Regions from separate parts of the Mus musculus genome. Here all the other regions are linked to region 3. A link is a contact called in public promoter capture Hi-C data. All regions are on one chromosome and are shown on one strand. The core of a region is the stretch at or near the end of the contact, and the rest is flanking DNA. Distances in the headings are between cores, read along the strand shown. Region 1 holds the start of Tm4sf4 (transmembrane 4 superfamily member 4). Region 2 holds the start of Maml3 (mastermind like transcriptional coactivator 3). Region 3 holds the start of Smad9 (SMAD family member 9).

Region 1 (3,472 bases), core at 219-2,718, 2.7 Mb before region 3:
GCTTGTTCAAGTTCTCATGTCTTCTTAGTGGCAAAGGGAAACCTGTGGCTCCATCTTTGCCTTCCTTCTGGGGCCTCACTCTGGTTTTAAAACTCTGGCATCTCAGTGTACTGGTAAAAAATGGATCTACACCTTTATGAAGGCTGTAGAATATATTTATTCTTATTATTCCGTATCAGTGAGAATTAGAGCTTAATCCTGTACCAGATGGCCCAGGAGTCTTGGCTGGGGCTGATTACTTGTTTGGCACACCCATGCTGCCCAGAACAAGCGGGCAGTGAACCCCAGAGATTCTGTCAGCTGATCCCAGAACGACTCACCGCAAATCGCTTCCCACAGCCCTCATTGCCACAGCATCCGCAGCAGTCGTTGTTCTGCAGGCCCAAGAACACAAGCGCAGGGAAGATCATCTGCCGGCAAGAAAAGTGCTTAGACGGTCTGGGGTGAAGGGAAACCCACACTTTTTCTTGCCAGTGAAGACCTCAGGTCTCAGGGGCTTAAGTGGGGCAGGCAAGACCTAACAGCCGATGGCTCATGGCAGCTTTTAGTACAGGGATTCCATTTGGTCAACTTCTGTGAGGAGATTTTAAGAGTAGATAGGCTGAGTTTTTCGTTTACAGGGTGGGTTTAGGGCAAGGATATATTTATACTCAGTGTATAAAAAGCAAGGCCTCCACTACTACAAGCTGGAGGTCCCACGCGTATTTGGAAACAAGGAGATGAAGAAGCCGTGAATTCCTGAATGAAAGCTTACTTACAGCTTCTGTGTCCCTTCATTCTAAGTCAATCCATTTGTATAAAGCACTGTGTTCTGTTTTTAGTTCTTATTGCCACAATTGACTAGAGTAAAATAATCAAGTGGCTATTAGCTTGGTTCTCTGGGCTCAGATGTCTTAGGGTGACTCCAGCCCAAACTTGGGGATGAACCACTTAGTAAACCAAGCTGTCCCCAGCCGCGAATAGAAAGGGGAAGTATATTAGGGCACTACTTTTCATCGCATATAGGTTGTAAGCTTCAAAATGGCATCTCCTGCAATAAGGACAGACGAGGATTTGCCTTCGTGGGAATGTTAAGGTTTCTCTACTCACCAAGACTCCACTTCCCAATATTCCTCCGAAGTACCAGACCTCATCCGAAAGGTGGCTTTTGTCGTTCACCACTTTTCCTCCAGGAAAGAACAACAGGATATTTGCCAGGAGGCCAAACACAGCCAGGGGAATGAGGGTGCCCCCCAGGCACCTGGCACAGCCCCCAGTACACATGCTGGGGGGTCACAGGAAAGCACAGAGATCAAAGGCTCGTCGCCACCAGCTTGACGGTTCTCCTCAGGGATTGCAGCAGCACGTTCCAGTGGCTGTACCGGGGTCAATAAGAAAAGTGGGACCAAATATCAGAGTTCTTTGAACCTTGGAGACACTTCACTTCTCAACTACGGCAGGCCTTCAGTGGCAATGGATATTTATATCCCTGACTCTATGTCTCTCTCTCTCTCTTTTTTTTCCAACCCCATAAATGAGATTACGTTTTGTGCGATCGTTCAATTGTTTTGCCATGGAGACCAATAACCTCTGTTAATAATCCACCAGCACAGACAAGACATTCAAGTTGTTGCAATTGAAGAGAAGGCTGGGACAAGCAGTGCTCAGCACTGCCCCTTTAATTTCATAATGTCTCTGCCCAAATAAAGAAGTATTCCCTGGGCATTATATACATCACTCTCATAACCCACTAATATCCTGATTAATGTTATGACTCCCAAACACTAAGTGATCTGCTTGGCTCTTCCTTGGTCTTGTTCACGGAAAGCCTGAAACACAGGCTTATCCAGATGGCCTTGCTTTCCTTAATAGAGAAGCAATTCCACGGACTTATTGGATACTGCTGAATTCAGGCCTGGCGTTTTTAAAGGATAAAATCAGAACAGCTATTTGTTTTACTGCCCGACTGCTGTATTTCTTTATTTGTTTACTCAATTAGGTAATTAAATACCATGTTCTTCCCAACACGTCATAGAATCGGCAAAACCAACTTTTCTAATTGGATTGTTTTGTTACTTCATACAGAAATAGAAACCTGTGTCTAAAGGGCAAGGCAAGAGAGCCCTGGGAGAAGCTAGATGCTAATGGAGGTAGAGAGGAGGAGACTGGAGGCAGCTAGAAATCGGAAGGGAGGAAGGAAAACAAACCCATGCAGAGGCTTTGCCGCCTTACAGGAGCACGGTTCAGTTACTAGTTTGCTTTGTGTCATTTAAGTTGTCTCAGACACACTTACACCAGCTCCACACGATGCATTGACCTATCCTGGTACTGTGTGATGAGTCAGCCAGAGGACTATGGGGTGAGGAAGAGAATTAGCTCTTTACTGACAGTCTAGAGGTCAAAACTAAGGACAATAAGTAAAATATTTAGGGGTTGGAATTGTTGCAAAAACAAAAATAAAAGCAAAGCAAAACAAAACAAAACAACAACAATAAAACCAAGCAACTGACACCTAACTGTCATGGAGCACTTGCTCCTTGGCAGGGATGGCCAGGGAAACAGTGGACTATGCTTTGCCAAGTCTCCAGGACCACTGTCCAGGGGAGCCGGCTGTGAGAAGGATTATAGAGAGGCAGACACTGAGGTTCATTCTGAAGAGTCTACAAAATGTGCCTTGGTTGTTCTGTATACACACTTAGAGAACTCAGGGCCAGTGTGAGATAAACAAAAACAAAAGGAAGTGTTCACTGAACATCTGCAAAATCACCCCAAAGTACAAATGAGTATTTTTAGTGTTCCCTTCTACCCAGACTAGCATTTTCCATCTAGTTCAAATAGGCTTAGAAAATTCTTTAAAGTCACCCCAGCGGAAGATGATGGGCTAATGCTGTGTGTGTGTGTGTGTGTGTGTGCACACGCGCGTGCGTGCGCACACACCCATGTGGAGATCAAAGGAGGATGCAGCGTCTCCTGCTTTATCACCCTCCATTCATCTCTGTGTGACAGGGTCTCTCTGGGAACCTGAATCTGGAGTCCTCTGGTGTCTCTGCTAGGCTGACTGGCTAGTGAGGTCCAGGGATCCTTCTGTCTCCTTCAGGGGCAGTCACACTTAGACTGAGCTCTGGATGGTGCACTGGCTGTGCTCCCCCTACCCTCGAGTGCTGGGTCATTGGCACTAATGGCCATGCTGGGCTTTTAGTTGGGTGCTGGTAATCCAAACACAGGTCTTCATGTTTGTACAGCAAACAGTCGTACCCACTGCATCATCTCCCAACTCTTGAAGATTTATTGTTTACTCTCTGTCCTTGTGGGATATCAGCAATGCACGGTTGAAAAGACAGCCCCATTCTGCATCCAGTTCTCTGACTCAGAAATGAGAGAAGATGACAGTTATAGAAGAAATAGAAGATTGTGGGTGTGGAGTTTTTGAAGGAAGACAGGGAAAGCACAGTAAGACGGGAGTATTCTCATGGGCCTCCCATGGGTGGAGTTT
Region 2 (3,187 bases), core at 202-2,701, 2.7 Mb after region 3:
CCGTTTCATGAACACCCCACCATCGAGGTCTGTAGCCCAGGGACCCCAGAAGTGCTAGCAATTTCTGCCTTTTCATTTTTGCAGACGTCTCTGGGCAATGGTGTAAGACTGAGCCAAGGGTGTTTGAACTTTCTTGTCAGATGTTCTACTCAGTGTCTGGGTAGATAATGTGTGATAATAATTAACAAAACCTGAGATTACTTCTCTGCAGCTACTCCATTTCAATCGTGCTATTGTGAATGTGAATCCATTGAAATAAAAAAATATATCTAGTGGTAAGCTAAGCCTGCCCCCCACACACTTTTTGGCTTGTTTTTGTTTTGGTCACAACAAACTGTGAAATGCTGTGTTTTTTTTTTCTTTCTTTCTTTCTATAGTTCTAAAGCATGAAATCTGCAATCTTTCCACTTGATTTAGGCAGGACCCTTAATTGCTGCCGTCATTAGCACCTAGTGTTCAAAACAGTCTGTTTAAATGTACTGTTAGTCTCACCTCCAAGTCCCTGCTTGCTTGGTTTTATTTTTTTTCAAGGATAAATAAAACAATAATCGTCATAATAACCACAGTCGTTATGTACAGAGAAATAAATAATATCCCAAGGTTTTGTTTTGTTTTGACTGCTTAGTTCTGTTCATTGAGGAATGGGTACTTTGATGAAATTTCCAGGAGGTAAAGGTGACTGACTGCCCCAGATCTTGACAACCTTGGTTCAAACTCAAGTACCCACCTTAGAGGACTCCACAAAGCTGTCTTCTGACTTCTAAGCGTGCGTGGGGTGTGGCACTAGGCACTTCTTCCCAATAAACAAATAAACGTAAGGAAAAAAAATTATTTGAGTTAAAGAGGGTCCTAGAGTTTGAGCAAGAGTTCACTAGCAGGGTCTTCTCTGGGCCTTGAAAACAAGCCACTCGTTTGCCTATTTCATTTCACATGGGTGGGGATGACAGCTGCTGGGAAGCTGCACTGTTTCTGCCTGGTCATGCACATTTCTGCAATATAATGCATAAATGTATAACAACAACTTGGGCTCGCTGGATACCTCGCTGGGCAGAAGGAAACACAGCCAGCCTGGCGCGTCCCCGCGCACTCGCGCGCGCGCACACACACATACACGCGCGCCGCGCGCTCACTTACACACACACACACACACACACACACACACACACACACACACACACACACACACACACACGGGTCAAAAGGTGATCCACTCCTAAGATTCCCCCCAATCTTTGTTTTCCCCCCTCTTCCTGGCAGGTCGGGGCTTCCCAGCCTGGGGAGCAGCTGGATTGGGGAAGGGGAGGGGGTGGGGGGGCAAGGGAGGCGGGAGTCAGGTCGGTGCGCGCCGCGCCCGCTCCCGCCAGGGGAGAGTCCGGGCCGGGTTTTGCACCGGGTCCCCGGGCTTGTCTCACGGCCTCCAGCCGCCGCCGCTGCCGTGTTTACTGAGCTCGCGCGTCCTGATATCACTCCGCTGGCATGGAGGAGGAGGAGGAGGTGGAGGAGCGCGAGGAGGAGGAGGAGGCGGCGGCGGCGGCGAGCAGTTGATCATTGTGATGGTGGCGGAGGCGGCGGCGGCAGCGGCAGCCTGGCCGAGCATTAGTGGCTGCTCTCCGCGCGGCGTTTCGCAAAGGACTCCAGCGATCTACTTTTGCAGTCGCCTCGGACTGTCCATGTGTTTACTTGCCCAGCCCGAGGACTCGATGTCTAGGCTCCTGTGAAATGCAACTGAGCAGCCAAAGTACTTTGAGAACACGGGGCGGCATAAACACCAAAACTTTTTTGTGGAAGGAAAATGCAATAAGCAAGCTCGCCGTTTTCCGATGCGGCGTGGAGTGAGTGTGTGTCGCGCGTGTCCGCACTGGAGGCACACGCTCGTGTGTGTACATGGGGTGTGTTTTTCGGTACGTAGGGAGAAAATGCTTGCCAACCACCGGAAACCTCCTGGAATTTATTAGAAAATAATGGATTATTAAAAGGAGGCAGGCGAGGAGCGGATCTCCCCTTGAGTTGCAAGCCGATCTGCTGCCGGCTCAGTTTGTTGGGATTCTATTTGTTGATAGGTGTCTGATGGTATTCTGATAACACCCCCTTTTTTTCTCCCCTCGATCTTTACAGTTTTTTTAAGGAAAAAAAACACCCCAAAATCTCTTCCCCCTTTTTTCACCCCGTGGGGATCGCTGTTTTTTCATCCATGTGCTTGCGTCTCCCCCGCGTTCCACTTAAACTATTTTAATCCTTGGACCCAAGGAGAAGGCTGATAGGGGGTGGATTAAAAAAAAAAGTTCTTCCAAAATAGTGTGCCCCGGGAGCAGGATGGGGGATTTCGCAGCCCCCGCTGCCGCCGCGAATGGTAGTAGTATCTGCATCAACAGCAGCCTGAGCAGCAGCCTCGGCGGGGCCGGGATCGGCGTGAATACTCCCAATAGCACTCCGGTTGCTCCGAGTGGCAATCACCCCGCTGCCGGCGGCTGCGGCGGCTCCGGGGGCCCCGGCGGCAGCTCGGCGGCCGTCCCCAAGCACAGCACGGTAGTCGAGCGGCTCCGCCAGCGCATCGAGGGCTGCCGGCGGCACCACGTCAACTGCGAGAACAGGTATCAGCAGGCTCAGGTGGAGCAGCTGGAGCTGGAGCGCCGGGACACCGTGAGCCTCTATCAGAGGACCCTGGAGCAGAGAGCCAAGAAATCGGGCGCCGGCAGCGGCAAGCAGCAGCACCCGAGTAAAACCCAGCAAGATGCGGAGGCTGCCTCAGCCGAGCAGAGGAACCATACGCTGATCATGGTGAGGGCTCACTGGGGTGCGCGTTGGGGTCGGGGGCGTGGAGTTCCTGGCTTGGGGGCTGTGAGGGTCTGATTTGCACCGAGGGATGAGGTGGGATGGAGACGAAGGGTTAACGTCAACTTTTCTCAGGGTAAACGCTTTCGCCGCCGCCGCTACCTGTTAATCTGTCAGGGTTGTCAGATTTGGGGAGGAAGGGATGAGAGGGAGAGAAGCCAGTCACGACTCCAAGGGGAGGAGGGAGCTTTAGTGCCAGAGTGAGGTGCAGGAAAAGTTTCCCCCTCCTTGTCTTAGAAATCGATGCGAACCAGAGTGAACCCAGGAGTAGAAACCACGCTGCTCCTCTCCGCGCCCCGCCTTCACCTTTCTCTGTACCACCGCGCCTCCCCAGATAGGTCCCCTTTCGCCCACC
Region 3 (3,228 bases), core at 663-3,162:
AAAGAATAATTTCTTTGATTTTTTTTTTCTCCTCCTCCTCCAATTTGGCCACCTGGCCAGAAAAGATACACAAATTTACCATTTATTCAATGCTTAGATATCTGGGGTGACGTTTCCTATAATAGAAATGTTTCTTCTTTTTCTTCCTACATCTTAGGGTATCAGAGACACAGAAGTTTATACCAGTGAATATTTTCTGATTTGCCCATTAGCTGGGGAATATGTCAGTAAAAGCAAAAGAAATATTTGATAAAGAAAACACCAAGTGCCTCATGCTGACTTTAAAAGACTTGACAAGTGCTTAAGGTTAACTTTAATTTGTCTCTGATTTTTAGACAACTCCACTGGTAAGTGAGCTTGCTGGATCCAGACTAGGCAAACATTCTCCAAAGCATAGCTCAAACTGGGTGGGGGTAGGGGGGTGAGGGGAGGAGAGGGGAGCAACCCGACAAAGCCAACCACTCAAGCATAAAAGTGGGGGGCCTCAGTGTCAGGAAAGACTCAGAAAAGGCTGGCTTGCAGGAAGCTGCCTTGTCACCAAGGAGTCTGTTTTCAGAAATACTTGACACCTTGATAATCTTAGCATATTTTAAAGGTTCCTTATTTATAAACTACCACACCGGTTTCTTAACTGTGATGTCCTTGGATAATCAACCACAGATCTAAACTCATGTTCCTGGCTTTCTAAAGGCAGAGCATTGAATCCTGGTCGTTTGCTAGAGAGTGTGCTAGGGCTGAATTTTTATTTCCTTTTTAAAATATAAATGAATAGTTTTTTAAGTGTAAACATCCGAAGGCATTCCTTCTCATTGACAGGCATGCTAGCACATTTCACAACCACAAATCCTCCCGAGGAGTGGCCTAGGAAGCGGCAATGATTTAAAGGGCCGAAGACTACCGTTATTCTCCACTCCCGTTGCTAATTACATTTTTACAGAACGTCGTCAGCAAGCCATAAAAGTAAAAATGATTCCTAGTGTTCTGTGGCTGTGCATTTGACCGAATTACATACAATTTGCTTCCAAAAGGAGATCCACTTCATTTGTAGGTTATTTCTCAGGAGGACCAGTTCCAGTCCAGAGATAGGCTGACGCTAACGGAGGACCTCAAAACTATCATTTTAAATTGCCATGGTAGAGAGAGGGAGAGAGGGGAGGGAGTAAGAAGTGCAGCGATTAGCCACCCTTAAGAAGGTTCCCCACACGCCTCCCACAAGGCCGGCGTCAGTCAGTCGCCTGCATCTGTCCCCACCTCGCCCCCTCCTGTCTGCGCAGCGCTGGCACCCAATGGTAGGCCCAGGAGAAGACAAACACAACCCAACAGCTACAGACACTCAACATTCCTAACTTTTTTTCTTCTCTTTCTCACTGTGTATGCCTCAAAGGTAAGCAGAGAAGGAAAAAAAAAATGACATGAGTATGAAATAAGGCTTCGTAGCCAAGGGTGCCCTGGAGTTTTAAAATCTCCCCCAGAGTCACAATAACTACCTTACACGCACTCACACTAGCCTCTTTACTGTCATGCTCTGCAGCAAAGGACTACTTCCCGGAGCTGAGCTCCAGGGCGCCTGTCCCTGGGTACAGGACAGTGTGCATCCTTCTGCACTCGGCCCACGCGCATCCCGCATCCCTGCCCACGCCCCGGGTCACGCGTCGCGCCATAGGTCCCAGGTGCTGGGATGCCGCGGAGCCCTCGCACACTACAGACACCACCCAGGTTCTCCACGGAGAACCAAGTCCCACGCCTGGGGACCTCAGGGGCCTCCCGAGTGCCCACGCCCGCGGCATGGCAGCGCTTACCTGTCCGAGAGGTGCCACGCGTGCCCCCCGCGCACTCCGGTTGCGCGGTAGCTGCAGGGTCGGCCGGGCGGCGGCGGGACCGAGACAGCGGCTCCAGAGGCGTCAGTCAGGCTGGAGCCTCCTCCTCGGCCGCCCGCGTGAGTGCGCCGCGCTGGAAGGGCGCCAGGCGGCCGTGCGCGCAGCCCCAGCCAGGAGGGGCCAAGCGCCCTGGCCGCGCCACGCTCCCCGCCCCGCCGCGCACCCGCCCGCTCTGCACATCATGCCTGCAGAGAGCCTTCAGGGACAGAGGAGTCTCCGGGTCATCCCCAGAAAATGTCCTTCCCACCTGGACAGGCTGTAGGCAGCAGAGGGAGGGGGGCGGTTGTCCTCCCCTCCCCTTGCTCCAGGAGAGGCAGACAGGACCACCAACCATGCCTGTCTCCTGAACCGCAGAGTCCTGGTCCCTGGAGGCCACGCTTACTGGCTGTCTGTTCCTCTGAGGCATGACTGGCCCTGGCATCAGCCCAAGAACATCTAAACGAGCTGAGTGGCAAGCAGAGTTTCAAACCAGTTCTATAATATGTAGGTTGTGATTTCTTATCCAGCGTAGAATACATGCTACCTAATCTACTCATGATATACATCATGGGCACGAGGAACCTTCCTGCCCAGTGGCCTGGCTATCTCCTAGGTTGCCTGCCTCTGAAAAGCCGCTTGGAAAGTGGCACCGGTATGCCGAAGGCCTTTGATCCCTCACCAAACCTCCTTATAGGTCTTCCAAGAGGAAGAGGATGGTACAGGGCCACCTCAGTCAGCCCCAGAACACAAATGTCCACTAAGAGGCCAAGGCACCTTTGAAATGTAAACGAAGGTCCTTCGGTTGAACTTCTTTTTCTAATCCTCAAACCTCCGCTTTCTGGAACACGGGTAGTTTTGCATCATCATCCAAGTGTAGCCTAGGAGGGCCTTGCTTGTAAAAACAGATCGCAGAAGTTTAAATGCCTCTTTAACTTCAAATCGAAAGTGTCTTTCTACACCTGGCTCATCTACCCTGCTGTAACCGAGCTATGATAGGTTTCTGATTGACCTGGAGAGGAAGAAACCCCAGAAGAAATACTGTCCGGTGGTGGTGGAACGTTCCAAGCCATGGGCTGGAAGAGGGCTGTGCTTTGTGTATATTTAGAGGCAAGTAAACTAATTAGGTTCTCTGAATCGATACCTTGCAGCTCAGGGATTCCACCCCCCTCCCAGAAATGATATTAAAGAAAGAAGTGATCCAATCAGATTCGGAAGAAGCACAAACTGTTGGAAGACCTCTGCTAAGCAGGCTCAAGCTTCCACAATGGAGGCTGTGAGTTCACAGAAGTCAAGAGACATGTAGGAAGGGGTAGGGGTGGGACGGGCCTTTGTGTGTCCTCTGCCCTTTCTGGACTTTACTCCCTAAAGGTTA

What was found. Promoter capture Hi-C pulls out the DNA fragments that hold promoters and counts their contacts.
Region 1: a promoter capture Hi-C map of liver shows a contact between it and region 3, with 9 times the contacts expected there. The contact joins the promoter of Tm4sf4 here to the promoter of Smad9 in region 3. A contact is called at or near these places in 2 of 39 promoter capture datasets (both in liver).
Region 2: a promoter capture Hi-C map of liver shows a contact between it and region 3, with 4 times the contacts expected there. The contact joins the promoter of Maml3 here to the promoter of Smad9 in region 3. A contact is called at or near these places in 2 of 39 promoter capture datasets (hippocampal neurons and liver).

What each region holds. Positions count from the first base shown.
Region 1 is chr3:57,423,406-57,426,877 of GRCm38.p6, reverse strand. Tm4sf4 (transmembrane 4 superfamily member 4) reads right to left here and starts at 1,468. Exons shown (of 5, transcript NM_145539.2): 1 at 1,090-1,468; 2 at 321-410. The coding sequence starts at 1,263.
Region 2 is chr3:52,103,270-52,106,456 of GRCm38.p6, reverse strand. It overlaps Maml3 (mastermind like transcriptional coactivator 3), which reads left to right and starts at 1,451. Exons shown (of 5, transcript NM_001004176.2): 1 at 1,451-2,778. The coding sequence starts at 2,314.
Region 3 is chr3:54,754,266-54,757,493 of GRCm38.p6, reverse strand. Smad9 (SMAD family member 9) reads right to left here and starts at 1,912. Exons shown (of 6, transcript NM_019483.5): 1 at 1,800-1,912.